Linked DNA regions of Drosophila melanogaster: region 1 is linked to region 2. Evidence: chromatin contacts called from public Hi-C data. All regions are on one chromosome and are shown on one strand. Each heading gives the region's core, a stretch centred on a gene start, on an enhancer-like site or on the middle of the called end of the contact. The rest is flanking DNA. Distances are from core to core; before and after follow the strand shown.

Region 1 (6,898 bases), core at 2,822-5,321, 840 kb before region 2:
CAAAAACTACAAATAAAGTTAATAATAAAAACTAAAAACAAAAAACAAATATACAAAGCGAGCGAAGTGAAATAAAACTCAACTTTCCCCCACACTCGAAACTCCGATGATTGTCTAATTGATATTTGCATTAGCCAGGCATATAATCCTTAATGTAATACTCTCTATCTGTCTCTCAAAAAACCAAAACCAAATTCTGTGTGTGTGTGTGTATGTGTGTGTGTGTGTGTGTACCGTATCGAATTAGTGAAAAACAACAACAAATTATACAATTTCTAACCATGTACGCATATATTTTAACTAAAACCAGCGAGCAGCAGATTTTCCACAAACGCAATTTCCACAGGCAGAAGGAACGACTAAAAAATGCAAAATGCAAATCGTAAACAATTGTAGACAACATACGCCTAAGTGTTATTCCTTGTAATTGAGTATTAATTTTTTATATACAAACCGAAACCTAATTACATACATATATAATTGTGTATCTTGTGTCTGAAACGGACCTCAAACTCAAAGCAAGAAAATAACGCGAGATCTGTTGCCAAACAAAAGAAAACAAAACAAAATAAAAACAGAAGAAATAAGCACTCCAAATGAAATTTACAACAAATAACGAGAGAAAAAGAAAAGAACAGAAAAACTTAACCATTATATAGTATAATTTGTATAGATGTGTGTCTATTGCATTATTTGTACACGTACATATATACGCTAAACTGAAACAAAAACATAAAACATTGAAAAAAAAAACAAGCAAATATGTCTAAACGAAACGAAACAAAGCAAAAAAAAAAGCAAAACAAATCGAACAAAAAAAATTGTAATTGACGTGATGTGTAATGATATTTTTAAAAGCAAATTTTATGCCACGCCCATGCCACGCAGCCACGCCCCCTTTTCAAACCGAAAAGAAGTCTCCTCCCTCTCCCCATCAAAAACCAAACCCTTCCCGCGCAGAATCCAGCGAATCCCCGTACCGCCACCCCCGTCCGAACTCCACCACTCACATCCACGTTGCGGATTCTGGATGCCGGATACGCCAAGTCAGATGGGTGACCACCGCTCCTGGGCTCCATCCGATGGGCTGGTAGCGGTGTGGAGCCGCCACAACCGAAAGACGAGGAAAAACATAATGAAATCAAATCAAACGAAACAAAAGTAATAAATTTGTGGGCATTTTCCAAATATTTGTGAAGCATTTGAAAAGCGACTTTTTACTGGGGATAACAAAAAAGCATTTCAGAACATCCTCAGATGCAAATATATCTTTTTAGCTCCAAACTTCTTTATATAATTAAAGTGAAGTTTCCTTTAATTGAGCCCCATGAAAATAACATCGGTAATTGAAGTATCCATAAAAACAAACTTCTATTAAGCTACACGGTTATTTTTACAAAGTAGTTGGCATTAATTTATTCCCCCACTTAGCTACCCAAAAGACTGGCCGCTATGGCCTCCGTGTCCATTAGAGTCATCTTGTTCGTCAGCTTGGACTTTTTGTAGGCGGGTTCATCGTCGGAGACGTCGTCGTCGTCGCCGTCGCTGTCGTCAGCTTTCTCGTCATCGGATGCATCGCTGGACTCTGATTTGGATTCATTTCGATCCGAAGCGTTAGGCTTATTTTTGTAAACCTTATCGGGATCCGGCAGCCAGGAGAGGTCCACTGAATGGTCACTCTCACTGCCAGCATCGTCCGCATTGTCATCGTCCTGTTGCTCCTCTTCGTCGTCGCTGCCCTTGGCCTCCTCCGCCTTTTTCCGCAGCTTCTCGCGCTGCAGTTTGTGGCGCTTCTTGACCAGCTCCCGGAATCGCTGCTTGTCATATTGATCCTCCTCGGTGAGTAGCGCCTTGGACAGCACTAGATTAATGCCTCCATCGTCGTCGTCTTGGTTCACTGTTCTTTGCCTGGCACTCAAGGCCTTCATTTGGCTGCGATCATCTGCCATAGTTTCGCCCTCGTCATCGAACTTCAGCTTGGAGTTGACCTGCAGATTCTTCTTCAGCGCCTTCTTGGCCAGCGAGGCCTTGGTTACCAGCTTCTCGCGCTTGGGTACCACAAGTGGGGCCTCTGCCTCATTCTCAGTGTCATCCTCTTCGTCCAGCTTCACTGGCTCTCCTTCCACATCGTGATCCTTACGTTTCACCTTGATAAAGTCTTCGTCATCACTGTTCTCTTCATCCTCGTCACCGCCGCCAAAGCTCTGCTGCTTGGTCAGCTTGCTGAGCAATGGATTGATCGATTTTGCGTTATCACCCTGTTCTTTCTGCTGCTGTAGCTGCTTCTGGCGCCACAGGAATTTTTCGAGGAAGGGAACACGCGGCGTAACCGCCAAGCCGAGCGATTGGGCAAATGCATCTAGATCCAGGCTGAACACATTAAACAAGCGCTTGTTGCGCATCAGGAACACGGATTTTATGTAGGAGAGGAAGGCGCGCTGGGCGGTTGCCCTCAGTTCGGGAAATTGGGCCAGAAAGGCCTCGATCTTGACGCGCGGAGAGAAGAGCTTCTTGGGATCGATTTGCACACAACGAATGTCGATATTCAACTGTTCCTTAAGCGCACTAATCATGTACTCCTCCTCGCTGGGTGTCAAAACCAACAGACACTCGCCGCGTGTCTTGTTCCGCGCAGATCGTCCAGCTCGATGAATGTACTGTGAAACATCCTCCGGGCAGTCCAACTGCACCACCCAATTGACGGCAGGAAAGTCCAGACCGCGCGATGCCACATCAGTGGAGAACATAACGACGTGGCTCTTGCGAAGGAAATCCTCGTAGATGGCAATGCGACGATCCTGATGGAGCGTTCCATAGAGAGCCAGCAGCGGGCTACCCGGCCGCAGTTTACAAAATATCTCGTACAGGTACTTGGCCTGCTTGCAACTGGCCACGAACACAATGATCTTCTGCTTCAAATGGTTCTTGATGAACGACCACAGCATGGTGATCTTGTCCTCCAGGTTCAACACCACATAACTCTGCTGCAAAAGCTCAGGAACTGCCAAGACAGCTGTGTTCGGAGTCTTCTTCGTGCTGGCGCTGGGCTCTTCTCTTGGCGTCGCTCCTCCGTAGCCTACGTAGACCGGATCCTTTAGATTAAGCCTCGCCAAATCCTGCACCGTATTCGTTTGCGTGGCCGAGAATAGCAGCGTTTGACGCACTGGTGGGAAATTTTCTATGATTGAATTCAGGGTCTTCTGGAAACCCATATCCAAACAGCGATCGGCTTCATCCAGGACCAACATCTCCATGGTGCTCGTATTAAAGAGAGGATTCTCGTCCATGTGCTGCAGCAGCCTTCCGGGTGTGCAGATCAGTATGTTGCACTGGTCCATGCGAGTGCGCTCGAACTTCAGGTTCTTGCCTCCGATGATGAGGCCGGCGGAGAAGTCGTGGTGCTTTCCCACCTTCTTTAGGGTCTCGAAGATCTGGTAGGCTAGCTCGCGGGTGGGCGAGATGATGATAGCGCCAACGCCATCGGTGCGCGACCATTTGTTCATGAACAGATGCTCCAGAACCTGCAATAAATGGACCATTGCATATATAACTTACAGCCGGCAATTTCTTTCGAAGAAGGGACGAGGACCAACTTACGGGTATGAGAAAGGCCAGTGTCTTGCCACTGCCTGTGATGGCCGCGCCCAGCACATCCTTGCCCTGCAGTGCGGGTCCAATGCTGTCCCGCTGCACCTGCGTGGGATGCACGAATTTGGACTCCGCCAGTGCCTTTTGGGTCTTCTTGGACAGCGGAAACTGGGCGAACTTCTTAATGGCAGTAGCATCGATCTCTGCGTATTTGGTCTTGAGGTCCTGGATCTCCGCTTCGGTGGCGGCCAGTCGCGACTTGTTGATCTCCTGGCGCGGACGCTTCTGGCTGTTGTCGCCGCTTTTCCGGCCACCACCAGCTCCTTTGAACGTGCCGGATCCCGGCTTGAAACGCGAACCCGGTTTGCCGGGTCCCTTGGGTTTCTGGCGCTGCATACCCTCTGTTTATTGACCAAAATGCGGTCGTTTCGAAACGTATTGAAATTCGCACGCGGTTGGAATTAGGGATGAGAGAAGAAACGATTATTCAATCGATTAATTCGCATTTCAAGTCGAATGTATCGACCACTAATTTGTATTACCGTTTCTAGAAATTTGGAAAGAATTAATTTTCTTACTTTCTTACTTCGATTCGATCTCGGGATCTCGATTGATAAACATTAAATAAATATTCCCAGGAAATATAAATATATATATATTTATAAAACTGCATATCCCGACTTCGTGATTTTTTGTTTCTTGCAGTCTGGTAACACTGCCAAGTGTACAGTCGTCAAAAAACTCTATAAAGAATTTGTTTTGCTGGTACGCGGCAATTGAAATCGCCACCGTAGAGCAAATTGGACGTTGTCACACAACCGGATAAACAAGTGCATTATGGCCAAGGCGAGTAAGAAGGTGGCAGAAAGTAAGCGCAGGAACGGAGTCGCCAACGAGAGCGAAAACGAGGAGATTGACCAGCAAAAGTCCAATGGGACAGGTCGATCGTCCAGGAAGACGCCGAACAAACGAAAGGCCAAACTGACTGTGGCCTCTGACAGCGAAGACAGCGATTGCCAGACCTCTACCTCCAACGTGGATGTACCAGCTGCAAGGAACAAGCGCAAGGTGGGCAAGGCCAGGAACGCCACCACTTCGCCCCGCAAAAATGGCAAAAAAATCGTTATAGAGGATTCGGATGATGATGCTAATCATTCCGATGTAGACCCTAGTGCCGACAGTTCGCCAAGGAAGCCAAATATCAAACGCCAGACACGGCGATCCGTGCGCGGTGAAACGGAAGATAGCAATGAACTGCCCTCCACCTCCAAAGCCTCTGCACATGCATCAAGTCCGATCAAGAAGCGCAAGCTGAGCAGGGCTTCGACTTCTTCCGTCAAAAATGGCAAGAAGGTTGCTGAAAAGGATTCGGAATCCGATGTCGATGCTGGAACAGAGGATGAGAAATCAGCTCAACCCCAGGTGAGACATCAATTCGAGAAATCAAAAAATACTAGACCCAATTAGATATTGAACCCTCAGTAAATTCTACGAAATTCTAGTCAGCAATTACAAAACATTGAGACTCAAAACCTTTCGAAAAGGTTAGATTATGATGACTGTACTATTATTCGAAATCATTAGCGCTAACTGGCGTACATATAAAAATGTATGCTTTTAAAACATTACACTGAAACGCTGATGAGAAAGTGTAGTCAGTTGAGAGTAATTTCGTTATATGGCGGTTATCTTGGCCAAAAATGCCTCATACTTTAAGATTCATTTTATTTATAGGACAGTATTTTGATCAATGAAGTCCAACTTTTTTATCTTTGCTGCTTTGCAGAAGGTTGCAGCTAAATCGAAGTCCTCGCCAAACGCTAAGAAGGCTAAGGGACGTGGTCGACGGAACGCCGGCACCAAGAAAGCCGACGATTCAATCGACCCAGAAAAGCAATGGGAAGTCGAAAAAATTCTTGATCACGTTGCCACCAAGGAGGGCGACATGTTTAAGATCCGATGGAAGAAGTATGGACCGAAGGATGATTCCTGGGAGCCGAGTAAGAATCTGGCGTGCGATGCGCTTATCGAAAAGTTTATGCGGAAACAAGCAACCCAGGAGAACGTGGACGTTAAGGAGCTGCGCGAATCGCCCAAGAAGACCGAGCGCCTCGTCGATGAATGCTATCCCAGGACAAATCTGCACAATCGTATTGAACGCTCCTCGAAGCGCTCTTCCGCCAAAAACCGGTGCGTTTAATATCTCTATATACACAATAAGGTTAGAATAACGACACAGCTGTGAAGTATTAAATTCAGTTATTCCTCAGTTGATACTTTCAGTTTATATTTGCCCGTTTCGTTGCTTAATTTCACGCATTGTGTCTGATTTCTTCATTATTTTGTTTATAGTTTTGATATCCACACTCAACCATGTTACTCATATGTCAATAAACCTTTATACTTTCAGCATTTTCTACGGCGAGGAGTGAGGAAGGGCAACAAGGAAGGAAATCCATGTAGGAATTTAGTACACTTTTTTTTTTTTACATATAATATTACAACACATGCGGACCGAAGTACGCGGAAAGGTGACCCATGGCGGCTCCAGTTAGATTTTAACGGAAAATTTCCCTTATCGTTATTGGTTTTAAAAAAGCTCGCGGGCGGAGCCAATCCACATCATGTCCACAATCCTGACTATTGGCGGACAACTTTACGGGCAACACAAATAACTAAATATTAAATTCGGATTTTAGTACATAAGTAAAAAGGACAGGCAATCGACTGCATCACAGTGCGTACATACATGTAGTATTATATCTGGTTAATTGCACTCAACCAGCGTAGAATGTAAGGCATCATTTCTGTAGCTTTAGTTTTATCCTTTGAGTAATTGATGTTTGTATTGGTCAATTGCCACAGCTGAAAATAGCCTCTCAACTACTCTTCCAATCATCTTAATTCATAATATTCGTTCTTACGTACGTACGCCATTGTACATACAATTATAATGAGCGAACATTATAATTAGTAATGGAACATGCGTACGTATGCAATAGTAAACATCCATTATAATTAGCAATGGGAACCTGCCGTTTCCACTACAAAATAAAATCATTTATTGGTCAAGATATGAAAAACGCACATTTGGCTTGCATTGGGGTTCTGGCGATCTTCCACATCTAATTGAATGTACTAGTATTCTCGAGTTCGTTGGGAGTTATTATTTTATGTGTAACCTTTCAAAATGGAAACTTTCCAATGGAAAGTGAGCATATTTTTAAAAAAAAATCCAAAAATCCTTTATCAATGACCTCTATAAGTTGCTTAACATTTATTTAACTTTCGTTCGACAATCAGTGATAGG
Region 2 (6,436 bases), core at 711-3,210:
TGATCGATTTAAGAATCCAGTTTCAACTACCTAATCCCTACTATGGAATATAAAAGAGCAATAGTCGACAAAATATAATGTGGTTATTATGTTTATATCAGATGCTTTATGCGAACTACTGGTATTTATTAGTTATTTCCCTCATGGAAAGAAAATTGATACGTAAACAAAATTTAACTTGAGTCATTGCTTGATAATTCTAGGAAACAAATAAAAAATGATTTTGTTATCTTTATGTTTCTGAAATATTAAATTATATATACAGGATGTACGGACATAGTGGAATGAAATGGCGAACACGAAATCCCTGCAAACCGTTTTTCCTTGTGGAAAGTGAACAATAGCAACAAACACCTACGACCTGTCGATCGTCTTCTTCCCTCTCTCATTCTCTCATTTCACGGTTGACCCCTGCTCCTTGCACACCTGCTGCACGAAAGGACGAAAAAGGACGAGAGGGAGACAGAAGGCAAGAGAAGAGCCGTTATCGACCCGGAGTAAGAGGAAGAATGCGGTGCAAGAGGGATGGCAATAGGCACTCGAAGTTATTTGCAAGCAAAATAAAAAAAAAAACAAGAATTTGAAAGCAAAGAGCATGGGAAATTAATCTTCCAGCGATTTTCCCAACTTCATTTTGTTTTGTATTTCGCTAGCCGAAAACAATGACGAAAGCAAAACAGCTGTTCGACTCTCTCACACACACACGCATGCAAGCAAACAGATGAGCCTGTACGCACATGTTGATTAATGATATCAACAATAACAGCAACAACACCACAGTCGGCAGCAACAACAAATGGGGGGCAAAAAAATTCTAAACGGTGACGCCTCTGCCCTTTTCTTCCTCGTGCTCTCCCTATTTTTGATTGCTATTGCACTTGCCATCTCTCTTTTCGCACCGTCTCGTTCTCTCATTCTTTTGCTCCCTGTTCTATTGCATCCCTCTTACCCCCCCCCCCCCCCATTATCAACAATATTGCCCATAAACCATAACAAAAACAACAAAAGCAACATGAGCCCTTTCTGCATTTTGATAATGCGTAGTATTGAGGAGCGACCGAAAAGGGAAGTTGCATTTTCATCATGAAAGCCGGGCTGCTGCTACCCCCTACTTTTCTTCTTCTTCTTCTCCTGGCTGTTCTATTAATACCTCGCCCAAAACTATTTTTGAAGAGAGACCACACAACACACACACGAACACACACATGGACGCAGATAGTCAGACGGAATGGAAACACAAAGAATAGCAACAAAAAATAAGCATGGAAGCCTACGCCCTTGGAAGGAATAACGGGATCTATATCCCCCCCAACCATCAAATCCTCTCAATAGCAATCAACTCACCTCTGTACAGCTGTGCAACGGCGGTGGCCGAATCTTGGAATGCTCCCCAAACAGTGCCCAGATTGTTATCCCGCTGACGCACAAACTCCCGTTCGTATTCATCGTGCTGACCGTGGATTTCTCGGTGACACTGCTCCTCCAGCCAGCTCTCCTCGCCTCCGGACTCCGGTTGTTGTTGCATTTCTCTCTCCTCTAACTCGCTCTCTCGCCTTGTGTCCCTTCCAAGTTACGGGTTCCTTCCCGTTCCGGCAAATGTGCCTGGACAATCTTCTTCTTGCGCTGCTCCTTTTCTGCTGCTGCTTCTTCTTCCTCCACTGGCGCTGCTGCTACGACGACACACGCACACACACACTCGCACGCGAAATGAAACGCACCAACACACTCGCACGCACTTTGGACCAAACTCTTGGTTTCGATATCGGATTTAGCCAGGAAATCGGATGGCAATCCTTCGTTTCGACCGTCTGCCCAAGAAGGAGCTACTCTGGACGACCGGTTGGGAATGATACTAATTTATTTATCGCACGAACGTAAAGCGAGCAACACTTTTACGTAGTAAACCAGCACAAAAAAGAACGACACTCAGCGACGGCGTTGCTAGATCTGGAAAAACTGTCGAGCCACCGCTGCTGGCATTCTAGTTCGATTTTCAATCCGGTAGCAGGTTCTGATCCTGGTGAACCAGTCACTTATTTTTTACTTTTTAAAATTAAAGATAATACAAATAAAAATTCCAACTAATGCCTGGTGTAAAATTATTGAATTAAATATGAAGTGTTGCATTTTATTTTGGAACTAATTTATCTATAGGCTCCTAGGCTTACAAAATTGTTTTGATGTGGCGAACCAGTCACGAATCACTATGTTCCTAAAATATTTTAGATTGTTATTTAAAAATAATAGAAATCATTATTACAAACTATATTTTGTGCTTGAAACTGTAATTTTATGATACTAAAATACTCTTCTTTATATGTTGCGTTTTGGAACATAAAAACTATATAACGTTTATGTTTTTTATGTTGTAGTCTTTGTATACTTAATATTGATAATCCAATCTGGCTGGCGTACATATATATATATATATATATATATATATAATTTGTGAACCAGTAAAAAATTCATAAAAATAATGTTGCCATCTGTTAAACGTTAAACAATTTGCACACATATGTATATATATCGCCAATACTATTGAAGAACTTGAATTAGTGCATTACTTTCATAGTTATTGCCTAAGTTGTATGCCAAATAAGCTGTATAGGCATTTGAATAATTATTTTTTAGATAGCCAACGACCTAAAAAAAAATATTTATTTGTGCAAAATTTAAACTCTAGTTTAAATATACCTAAATGTTTATGGCGCTAAAAGCCACCTTGTAGTGCACCATAAAATCGTCTTCTTATTACACATAACTAAAAAAATGTCTAAATATTTATTATGCGTTTTAATGGTTCCAGTTCCGTGGAACCAGTTCCGGATCAGCATGTATGTGGATCGCAGTGGCAACGCCGCGCTCTGCACGTTTTTAAAAGCCGGCCAAATTCAGTCCCAAACGAATTCAAAACAAATCGAAAGGATCCTTCCCAGCGAATACCCAGGATGTTCCATAACTCAAATTTTTTCGAGCCGGGCAAATCGAAGCCAGAGCGAAGCTTCGTCCAATTGGCGGTGAAGCAAAACCAACGCCTCGATGGGCGGCGCTCCAACGAGTCCCGCGATGTGGAGCTGACCTTCGGCAAGGATTGGGGCTCCGTGGCGGTGTCCATGGGCGATACGAAGGTACTGGCCCAAGTGACCTGCGAAATGGGACCGCCGGCCTTGTCGCGGCCCAACGAAGGCAAAATCCACCTGAACGTATATCTTGGCGGTGTTGCTTTTCTGGACGAGGCGCATACCACACATGACCAGCGATCGCTAAAACTGAACTCCCTGCTCGAGAGGACCTTCCGCAGCTCTAGAAGCATCGATCTGGAATCTCTGTGCGTGGCCGTCGAGAAGCATGTGTGGTGCATCCGTGTCAACGTCAATGTGCTCAATCACGACGGGAATCTGTATGGTAAAAGCACCAATCTCAAGATGAAAAGCGTGATTACCTCACAAATGATCAAAAGCTATCAGTTGGAGCCATACTTTGGCCATACTTTCATTTTTAAAGAATAATCTTCATATTAGTTTTATATTTTTATATATCTATATATCTCAATTCTTTCTTATAGACGCCAGCACCATAGCCACTTTGGCTGCATTGATGCACTTCCGTCGACCGGATGTCTGGTATAAGGACGGCGAACTGCGCATCTTTAAGAAAAAGGAGCGCGAATTCATTCCACTGCTTTTCCACCACTATCCCGTCAGTGTAACCTACTGTGTTTACAAGAGCAGTGTGCAACCAATACTGGATCCTACGCTGCTGGAGGAGAACGCCGCCGATTCGGTAATTGTCCTGAGCTTTAACTCCTTCCAGGAGCTGTGCAGCCTGACTGCCGGAGGCACTGCACCCACAAATGCCCGCATCATCATGCAGTGTGCCCGCAATGCGGCGGTTCGTTGCAAGTCTCTGTTGAATTTCGTACGCAAAGCTTTGGCGCTGGACGAAGAGTGTCGATCGCAGGGCGATCAATCGGTCGATGGGCTGGTGGCACTGATTTTAAATACGGAGCACAAGTTGAGCTACAACAAACTGATGGGCAGACAGAAACAGGAGCAGCAACCTCCGCCAAGCGAGAAAATGCAGTTGGATAATAACGAGAGCAGTGAGACGCCTGTGGCCAACGAAGAGCCGTCCAAAGAGGAAAGTGCTGGCGCACCGATGGACACCAGCGACTGGCTGCCACACGATGAGGACTCCCAGGAACTGCCCATGCGCTCGGAAGCAAGCCCATCGAAGGCAGGCCTTAAAGGCAAACAAAGTCGCGGCAAATACAAGGCGAACAAAAAGACACCGCCGAGGAAGCAAAGTAAGTTGGCAATCATGGCTGGAGTCCCATTAATAACGCATTGATTCTTCTCCAGATCACAGCGACTCCGAGGAGGAAGCCAAGCGATACATCTAGCCGTTGTGATAGTCGTGTAGTTAAGAGAAAATGCTTTCTATTAAGTTTTATTTAGGCTTATATGTATGGCTAAAATCAGTCTAGGCTTTAACATAAATCGTTTAATGCGTAATTCCAATTGATTTGTGGAACCGATGTTCGTCTAAGTTAGGCTTAAACTAGAGCTCTAAATATATCTCCAAACCGCCGGGGCAAACGACACGATGTTTTAGTTTAAATATTGCAAATTATTTCGTTCGTTATTTCTCTGTTTGTAGCGATAATTGGTATTGGCTTCCGGATTCAATTTGCTTTCACATTGAAGTCTAATTGTGTTTTGATTCGCTTAAAGTATCTGGTTACTACTAACTGATGTCTAGCCAGAGCCCCACTTCACTTAACATGATGTATAATACAAACGATCAAATAAACATGTCTTTAAGCCTAAGAATACGAATTGCTATTTGATTGAGTGTGTTGTGTTTTCTGTTAATTCTCTTGTAAATTTACATAGTTTATTTAATGTAGTGCGTGTATAAAGAGCTATTAACAACGGACCAAGGCTACAAATAGTTTTTGTAAATTTCTTTTTTAATATTAGACTCACTTTCGCAACATACTAGTTTATTTATTTTTAATTTTTGTTTGTTTTGTTTTTCGTGGGAGCACCAGTTGCCTTCTTCCTTACGTTCTTTCATTGCTGTTTTACTTTTCGCATATTACTTGTGTTCCGGGGAGTCGGGGGAAAGGCTTAAGGGTTTGGGCAGTGGTGGCTTATGGGTATAGGATTGGGTTTCTTGGGGGTCACACGGATGAGGATGAGCCATTGCACTATCAATATTCTCGTTCATCCCTATTCTGGTCAACAATGCCGACGTCCAGCAAATGCAGCAACAATGTGAGAAGTTTGGTTGTTAATTTCTTTTGATCGGCAGTTGGCCAGCGTTAAAAGGAGTAGACGTCGTCGGCGTCCTCCTCCTCCCTCCGCCCGCCGACGCGCCTTCAGGTGGTGTCGTTGCCAAGGCCGTTCTTCTGGTCCAGCTTATTCGAGCCCATCTTCACCATGTACACGAAGAATGTGATGATCTCCTTCTCCTTGATGGGTATTGTCTTGAAGTGTTTCATAATTGTCTGCGGGAGAAGAGTAGAGGTTTGCAACTTGATTAAAACAGGGTTTAGAAAACCTTATAAAGGGCATGGCACATTTTTCTGCCTTTTCTTTAGAGTGGAGGCTACTACAAGAGGGCCAACTATGGAGCATCACGGAGCACATTAGACCAGCGTGTTACCCCACTGAAATCCGGCAACAGAAAGTGGACATAGCCTGCTCAATTCGTTAACTAGGTCAAACTTACATCCGCCAGCTGCGCCCGCTTCATGCCCTGCCTCGTTTGGACCTTGAAGTGGCGCTTGTAGCGTCGCAGCGTGCTCACGCCCAGCTGGTAGAGATCGGGGAACTCGTGCAGGTCCGTGTCCGTCTCGTTGCTGTCGTCCTCGCTGTCCTTGCGCCGACGCTTGGTGCGCACCGACTGGATGCGCTCCTTGTGGTGGTCACAGATGTAAATGTGCTGCGCGGCCGGATCGCTGCTGAGCTTGAGCCGCTTTTGGGCCACCGTCTTCTGGATGCGCTTGGAGTAGCTGGCGTAGCCAGCCTGGTTGCGACACCGCTCCATGTCGTCGATTAGGCAGCACGTTTGGTCCGTGTGCCCGCGACTGTCCTCCTCGCCGGTGCTGAATCCGTTGTTCATCCTGTTCCCGATCCTGGCCGATTGCTTTCGAGTTCCTATCCAATCCCCCTTCCTGCTCTGCTTGCTGCTTCTCTGATTTTCTCCGTTTCGCTCCTTTGTCTCCTCTTTCGTCTTTCTCACTTTCGACTATTGCTTTGCTTTGTTTCTCTTTGCAAGAAAAAAATTTTCTTTCGACAGCGCGATGTGACCAAACTGGGAAATGGGGAAATTCCTCCGCAGCTGGCAAGAGCGGACAATTTGAAACTGTTTGCAGTTTCTCAAATATCTTAAATATCAAGTGCATTTTTTTCCAGATTATCGATCAATA

What was found. A called contact is a pair of places that touch in the nucleus more often than the background predicts.
Region 1: a Hi-C map of the Kc167 cell line shows a contact between it and region 2, with 3 times the contacts expected there. The contact joins the promoter of CG5800 here to the promoter of CG4768 in region 2. A contact is called at or near these places in 29 of 107 Hi-C or Micro-C datasets (the D17-c3 cell line, the Kc167 cell line, the ML-DmBG3-c2 cell line and 10 more) and 1 of 6 datasets of contacts at active chromatin or transcription factors (the Kc167 cell line).

What each region holds. Positions count from the first base shown.
Region 1 is chrX:17,633,454-17,640,351 of dm6, reverse strand. CG5800 reads right to left here and starts at 4,071. Exons shown (of 2, transcript NM_133002.2): 1 at 3,598-4,071; 2 at 1,349-3,521. The coding sequence starts at 3,984. The coding sequence ends at 1,428. It overlaps CG8289, which reads left to right and starts at 4,308. Exons shown (of 3, transcript NM_133001.3): 1 at 4,308-5,010; 2 at 5,375-5,778; 3 at 5,999-6,661. The coding sequence starts at 4,426. The coding sequence ends at 6,020. It overlaps ND-24 (NADH dehydrogenase (ubiquinone) 24 kDa subunit), which reads right to left. Exons shown (of 4, transcript NM_133000.3): 4 at 6,843-6,898. It overlaps RhoGAPp190 (Rho GTPase activating protein p190), which reads left to right. Exons shown (of 14, transcript NM_167573.2): 14 at 1-1,205.
Region 2 is chrX:16,787,643-16,794,078 of dm6, reverse strand. It overlaps CG4768, which reads right to left and starts at 1,960. Exons shown (of 5, transcript NM_001316633.1): 1 at 1,345-1,960. The coding sequence starts at 1,525. Rrp45 (Rrp45,) reads left to right here and starts at 2,813. Exons shown (of 3, transcript NM_001298424.1): 1 at 2,813-3,405; 2 at 3,566-4,306; 3 at 4,362-4,674. The coding sequence starts at 2,949. The coding sequence ends at 4,402. It overlaps Sap30 (SIN3-associated polypeptide 30), which reads right to left. Exons shown (of 3, transcript NM_001298423.1): 2 at 5,737-6,394; 3 at 4,435-5,512. The coding sequence starts at 6,129. The coding sequence ends at 5,384.